Linked DNA regions of Mus musculus: region 1 is linked to region 2. A link is a contact called in public HiChIP or PLAC-seq data. All regions are on one chromosome and are shown on one strand. Each heading gives the region's core, a stretch centred on a gene start, on an enhancer-like site or on the middle of the called end of the contact. The rest is flanking DNA. Distances are from core to core; before and after follow the strand shown. Region 1 holds the start of Dram1 (DNA-damage regulated autophagy modulator 1). Region 2 has its middle 120 kb from the start of Gm30073.

What was found. HiChIP or PLAC-seq counts read pairs in DNA pulled down with a chosen protein or histone mark.
Region 1: a contact with region 2 is called in an H3K4me3 HiChIP or PLAC-seq map of bone marrow-derived macrophages, with 6 times the contacts expected there. The contact joins the promoter of Dram1 here to the enhancer-like site in region 2. A contact is called at or near these places in 1 of 15 datasets of contacts at CTCF or cohesin (the NIH/3T3 cell line), 1 of 484 Hi-C or Micro-C datasets (bone marrow-derived macrophages), 3 of 115 datasets of contacts at active chromatin or transcription factors (bone marrow-derived dendritic cells, bone marrow-derived macrophages and embryonic stem cells) and 1 of 9 other capture datasets (macrophages).

The regions. Positions count from the first base shown.
Region 1 is chr10:88,355,032-88,358,610 of GRCm38.p6, forward strand. It overlaps Dram1 (DNA-damage regulated autophagy modulator 1), which reads right to left and starts at 2,044. Exons shown (of 7, transcript NM_027878.2): 1 at 1,761-2,044. The coding sequence starts at 1,891.
Region 2 is chr10:87,677,900-87,681,415 of GRCm38.p6, forward strand. No RefSeq gene overlaps it. Among named protein-coding and RNA genes, the nearest start is that of Gm30073, 120 kb to the right of the region's middle. Within about 2 kb of position 1,337, at least 23 of the 459 cell types and tissues checked have an H3K27ac peak or open chromatin away from gene starts, as enhancers often do. A contact at or near this core is called in bone marrow-derived macrophages and macrophages, where this site is marked.

The DNA of each region.
Region 1 (3,579 bases), core at 794-3,293, 680 kb after region 2:
TCAGATCTAGGAAAAGCATAGCTATTACGTCCTCAGGAGGGGAGCAAGGACGAGAAGAGCTCAATCTTATACACGTCCAAGCGAGTGGATTGTGGTTCATTAATGAGAGAAGGGACACAGGTGCTGGCACCCAGGACTGAGATGTGCTCTGAGGAACCATTCCAAGGGTTTTTCAGGGACACAAGGCCAACTACTAAAGTCTTCTTCAGGGCTGGAGAGATGGCTCAGAGGTTAAAAGCACTGACTGCTCTTCTAGAGGTCCTCAGTTCAATTCCCAACACCCACAGGGTAGCTCACAACATCTGTAACGGGATCTGATGCCCCCTTCTGGTGTGTCTGAAGACAGCTACAGTTCTCTGTCTCTCTGTCTCTGTCTCTGTCTCTGTCTCTCTCTCTATATATATATGTACACACACACACACACACACACACACACACACACACACACGCACATATAATCTTTAAAGTCTTCCTCAAAGGACACAGATACCCAGATACCCGTCATTTAACATGGAAATGTTAAAGAGGATCAAGCTGTTGTGAGGCTATGCCAGTACCTGGCAAATACAGAAGTGGATGCTCACAGTCACCTATTTGATGGAACACAGGGCCCCTAATGAAGGAGCTAGAGAAGAACCCAAGGAGCTGAATGGGTCTGCAACCCTATAGGTGGAACAACAATATGAACTAATCAGTACCTCCCCTACCAGAGCCGTGTCTCTAGTTGTATATGTAGCAGAGGATGACCTAGTCGGCCATCAATGGGAGGAGAGGGCCTTTCTTTTGAAGATCATATGCCCCAGTACAGGGGAATGCCAGGGCTAAGCAGCAGGAGTGGGTGGGTTGGGGAGCAGGGTGGGGGGAGGGTATAGGGGACTTTGGGGATAGGGTTTGAAATGTAAATGAAGAAAATATCTAATAAACAAAAAAGGAGGATCAAGCTGTTGTCCCAGCTGTGGATAAAGGACCCTCAGGAAAGACGGAGACTAAGTAGGAAACAAAGTAATAAATAAGGGCAAGAAACTTCACAGGTTTTGACAACTTGAGGACTCTGACTTTAGAGGCACCAGGTCCAGAGGAGTATGAGGCAGGTCCATCCTAAAGGTGCTGCTGTTGGCACAAGGGGTCCAGGGTTGCTTTTACGCCAATGACCTACTGGTGTATCTCCACCAGTTTAAACCTCCATTTTCTTTCATGGAAAAGAAATTTTAGCTGTTAGAAATGAGCCCCCTGTGGTGGTGAAGACTTTTAAATCCCAGCACTAGAGAAGCAGAAGAAGGTAGACTTGTGTATACCACCCTAGACTTCAGGCCAACCTGGGCTACATAGGGAGATCCAGTCTCAGAGACAGAGAGGGGGAGAGGGAGGGAGGGGAGGAGCCAGGAGTTGTTGGGAAGAGAAATAAGTGAGCGGTTTGCCACATGCCTGGATCTACTTACAATAAATGGTATCTTAGGAACTCTCCTTGTCTGAGTGTCACCAAAGAAGGCTCTCCCCAAGATTTTATCCCATACCCCAGGTCTAAAGGTGCCACCAGCTGTCTAGCTGTCTGCTTGATGCGCGGCTCTGAGCACTGTTTCTCATTAAAGGCAGAACCCACACGTGCTTCCTGACTCTCTAAACTTGCCCGGGGATCCCAGAGATTATCTTGTCACACCTTTCCACTACCTCAAGAATTTCCACTACCCATGCCTGGCTTGCACGCCTTCCCTCCCTCTCAGCTCACCTGGTCCCTCCCTCACGCTCCTCTTGCCCCTCACCTGATATAGGGGAGAAAGGGGTTGACGTGCCCAGAGAGCACCGCGACCACGTAGGAGATGATGAAGGCTGCGGACGACCAAGTCACCAGGAGGAAGGGGACGAAAGCCATTCCCCTGAGGAAGCACAGCATCGCGGTGAGAGGGCGCTGAGCTCGTCGGACCAAGAAGCTGGCTTGCTGCGGACTGCCTGGAGGCGGTGGCCAAGACACAGACAGCTAACGGCGCGGCGGGACAGAGACTCCGGGACGGCCGGGACAGGCCCAGCCCCGGAGGGAGGGAAGCGCTCAGAGACCCGAGGGCGGAGGGCGGACGGGCAGCCGGGTGGGTGGGGCGCGGGCGGTCCTGGCTTGTTGCGAAACCGGTGAAGTCACAAAGCGGCAGCCTGGTCCCGCGGAGCTAGAGCGCGCAGCCACCTCCCCGCCCACGCCACGCCACGCGGGACCGCTCGGCTTCCTTTCGCTTTTGCTTGATACAGCGACGGGTGGGTGCGGCGGGAGACGCGGGACCCCGCGAGGCTGGCCAGCTCTTGGGCAAGTCCCGCCAAACTGGCTGGATTCCCAGCTCCTCCTTCCCTTGGGGGTTTTTCCTCTGAGCCTCTCTCTCCAGCACCCACTGAGCTTCCTTCCAGAGCCTTGGCCACCAGTGATGCGCACCCCATCGGGTCCCGCTATGGGTTCTGGGGTTCAGGCAAAGGGGCTCAGTGGTGTTTGGGCCACTGGGCATGGACGTCACATACACCTTTGTGATAAGCAGCGGGAAAGCCAAATCGCATAGTAACCAGGCCTGATAGCACAAGTCTGTCATCCCTGCTGCCTGGCTACTAAGGAGGCTGAAGCAGGAGGATCACAAGTTCAAGGTCTGAATTCGCAGCTTAGTGAGCCGCCCTCTAAAGAGCTGGAAATTTAGCCCAATGGTAGAGCACTTGCCTAGAATGGACAAAGGATCTAATTCAGGCAAGTGACAGAAAGGGTTGGATCCAGCCCTGGCCCACCCACCAAAAGCTACTTGGAGTATATATCTGTTCCCACCAATTCTACTTGGAGTATTTATTTCCTAGCAGCAAGACAAGATGACTTGATCCATTTCAGATCCACCCAGCCAGACACCACCTAAACCAAACCAATTGGTGTTCCTGAAGCACTGGCCAGCTCTGCGGGTCTGAGCTATAGTTTGGGAATTCTGAGCCCACTTTTGGCCATAGATGACCTAATACAGGTTCATCTCAGCCACATAAATGTGCCTTGTGTGCCATACCATGCTAGGGAATAGCCTACAGGGATTGTGAGTTCCTGTCCTGACTTCCTTTGGTGATGAACAGCAATGTGGAAGTGTAAGCTGAGTAAACCCTTTCCTCCCCAACCTGCTTCTTGGTCATGATGTTTGTGCAGGAATACAAACCCTGACTAAGATACAAGGTAAAGCTGTATACCCAAAGACAAATGCAGACTACTTAAGGGATTTTTGTTAATTACAATGAATATGCTAATTTTGAGGAAAGCCAGCATAATGATGATTCATTTCAATTGCCAACTTAATGATATTAGGAGATACCTAGAATATTAATGTAACACACCATGGATGTGTCTCTGAAGGCATTTCCCAAAAAGGCTTAACTTCAAGCAAGCAGCACCATCCCATGGGCTCTGAGTGAATAAAAAGGAGAGGAAGAGAAAGCCAGGGGAACATTTTCTCCCTCCCTCGGTGCTTCAGATCAAGTTGGTCTACTGTGTGACTTGCCTGCCATGGTGGGCCGAATTCCTGTGAACTGTGAGCCAAAATAAGTCCTTCCACCTTTAAGCAGCCTTTTCTTAGGTAATTA
Region 2 (3,516 bases), core at 87-2,586:
GTAACTTGCTCATGACCATGCTTTGAACTCTTCCTCCTTCTTGGCCTCCCCGACCCCCGACTTTCCTTTACTACTTTCTAATCTGTTTTTTTTTTTGCATTGAGTTATCATTTATTATGTTTCAAAAGGTTGCTCAATAGTTATTTCTAACATAATGTCTAATATACACATGCCAGGCATGTGGAAGCTCTGACTGTTTGATGCCCATGCTGTTATGGTTTAATCTTTTCTTAATTACTTTTCCTGTTGCTGCAATAAAACTCAGACAAAATCAGCTCCAGGGAATGTCTTAGTTAGGGTTTCTATTGCTGTGAGGAAACACCATGATCATAGCAACTCTTATAAAGAAAAACACTTAATTTGGGGCTTGCTTAAGGTTTAGTTCATTCTCATCATGGTGGGAGCCGTGGTGTCACACAGGAAGACATGGTGCTGGAGAAAGGGCTGAGAGTTCTATATCTGGATCAGCGGGCTTCAGGAAGAGAATGCCACATCGGTCCTGTCTTGAGCATCTGAGACTTCAAAGCTGGCCCCTAGTGATGTACTTGTTCCAACAAAGCCACACCTCCTAATAGTGCCAATCTCTATGGGGCTATGGGAGCCATTTTCATTCAAACCATCACAGAGAGGTTTATTTCCATTCACAGTTTAAATTGTCCATTGTGGAGGGGAAATCAAGACTTTGGGAGCTTGAAGCAGCTTTTCATATTAAATCCCCACTCAGAAGAGAGCAATCCAGTCAGAGACAAGAAATGAACGTGCATATGCTAATGTGCTGCTTATTCTCTTCATTTTACCCACATTCTCTTCACCCACAGAATAGTGCTACCCTCAGTTGGAAGGGCTTCCCATCCCAATTAATGCAATGAAGAAAAGTACCCACAGACCTGCTTAGAGGTTCTCTTGCAGGTGAGTCTAGATTTTTCTCAAACTGACAATTAATAGTAGTCACCATCATGGTTATCATGGATGATAGCTGAAGATGGAAAGAATGAGCTATCTCAAAGACAGCATTATCTCCTTACCAATAAAAAGGGGAAATAGTGAATTGAGATACATCGTTAGCCCTGGATGAGAGTTTAACCAGGCCTTCACACTCAGAAGCTGAGATTTCAGCTGACCAAATGCAATTCCTGGAGGCCAGGCTAATACTATAAGAGAAACAAGGCAGACAACAATCATGACCAATGGGCTGTTATTCACCTTCTAGAACTGGATTCTTTTTTTCATGGAAAAGGGTTCAGAAGTTTATCTTCAAAACCACAGCATGTGCTTGGCATGAGTCACCTAGGAAATCAATGACCTACTGAACTACACTTATACAAAGCTTCATGTATGGACAAGGCCCCACTACTGGGGCCCCACACTGATGATTCACAAATATCCTGCACTTAACATTACTCATCTGTGTGGGGGACAGGAAGTAAATGTTCCATTGTCAATTAATGGAGCCCTCTATGGGGAGAGGCACAGTGGAGGGTACTGGGCCAGTTGTAAGCACAGATGTCAAGACACTACACTTAGAGTACTGATCACAAGACAAAGTTGTTTATTCATTTTCAAGAATAAATGGTTCATTTAGAAGAATAATTATAGTTTTCAAGATGCATTTGGAAGACAAGTCCAACTCTAAATTCTATTATTATTACTCTCTATTTTTAATGCATACTTTTCAATATAACAATAAAAGATAAAAATTTTGTCACAGGGTTTGAGGTGGTATGAGCAAACAGGAAATGAATAGATTCCCATACAACTAACTTCTAATGCCCACCCTCTCCTGTACAAATTCTGAGGACATGAGACAGGCAAGCAATAGAGGAAAGTACAGATTGGCTTAAGTAGGTATTTGGACTCATTTGAGAACAGGAAGTGCTGGGTTAAAATTCCAAGAAGAACACACCGTGGTGTGCCTCTTGTCCCTTGGCTACCCATTAAATAGGAGCTCCAATTCAAACCATTTGTTGGCACAAATGCCAAGGTACTACTCTTAGACTACTGATCGGAAGACAAACTTATTTATTCATTTTCAAAGATTTACTGACAGCACTCTGATAGGCACCAGGAAAAAAGACCACGAAGCAGAAGATTTCCTATTTCATGAGTGTTCCAGACTAGCACAAGATGTAGAGTTTGTATTTAAATTAATCATCTTAAGAAAGTGTGTCATTGTGTGGCTGTTTTACTCACCCAAATTCCAAGTTGCCGAAATGACACATAGGAAGGTGAGCAATCAAAATCAAGTACCAGTTTTCCAAGTAAGAAGAAAACAGCTTGGAGACTGATGCTTACTTGACTAAATGAACTTTCTGATGATGCCTTCTTCATAGCTCTCACTAGCACATGCATCTGAGACTAAGAGCCACCCAGTAAGATGGATCTCGAGATCACGAAGGTTCTTAGCCATGAGCACATGATGCCAGACAATCTATGTACAGCTACCTTCTCCTTTCCTACCAGAGCAGAAGAAGGTCAGTTGATGTGTGTCTTCTACTGACAAGGGACAATCATACTCATCAGTCCAAGATCAGTCAAAGGAATACATGTTGGAAAGGAACAAGATGCCAGCATGGTTGCTCTAGTGAGGATCCGTTCATACTAAGTCAAGACATGAACTTGAACTTGGCTATGGACATTGCAGTTATGGTGGAAAAGCAATCTACTTGTGCCCCACATTAAACATATAAAAGGAGACTTGAAGCATAGGAGAGAATATGAGATTTGTGTCTAGGCTTGAGGTATCTTTTTCTCAGTATATTTTATTCAAGAGTAAACTTTATTACTTCAGTGCTCTTCAGAGCTGGGTAACATCCCCTTGTATATATTTACCATATTTTCCTTATCCATTCATCTGTTAATAATGGATCTAGCTTGGATCCACATTCTAGCTATTGTGAATGAAACAGCAATGAACATGAAGGCCAAGTGTCTCTCTGTAGCACGGTACAGGTATAAGGTCCTTTGGGCATATGCACAGGAGTGCTGACTGGGCCATGAGGCAGTTCTGTGCTTAGTTTTTGAAAATTTTCCAAATAAGCTTCCAAAGTATCTACACTGGTGGATAAGGGCTTCCTGTTCGTTACATTCACATTATCTGTGGTCCTGATGATAGCTTTTCCGGCTAGGGTGAGATGGAATCAGAAGTTCTTTTGATTTACATTTCTGTGAACTCTACAGATGTTGGCCACATTTTAAAGTATTTCCTATCCATTTGCCTATCTTTTGAAAATGTCCTGCTCAGTTCCATAGGATGCTTCTTAATTGAGGTCCTTGTTTATTTAATGTTTCATATTTTTGAGTTTTTTGTATGTTTAAGAAACCTAATCTACTGCCTGATGAATAGTTGGCAAAGATTTTCTTCCATCCTGTGGGCTATTGATTTGCTTCCTTTTTCTTTATTGTACAGAAAAAAACAGCTTTCTAATTTCCCAAGATTCCATTTGTTAATGGTCACTCTGACTTCCTATGCCACTGTAGTCCATTCAGAAAATTTCTACAAAACAGAAGTATGATTGC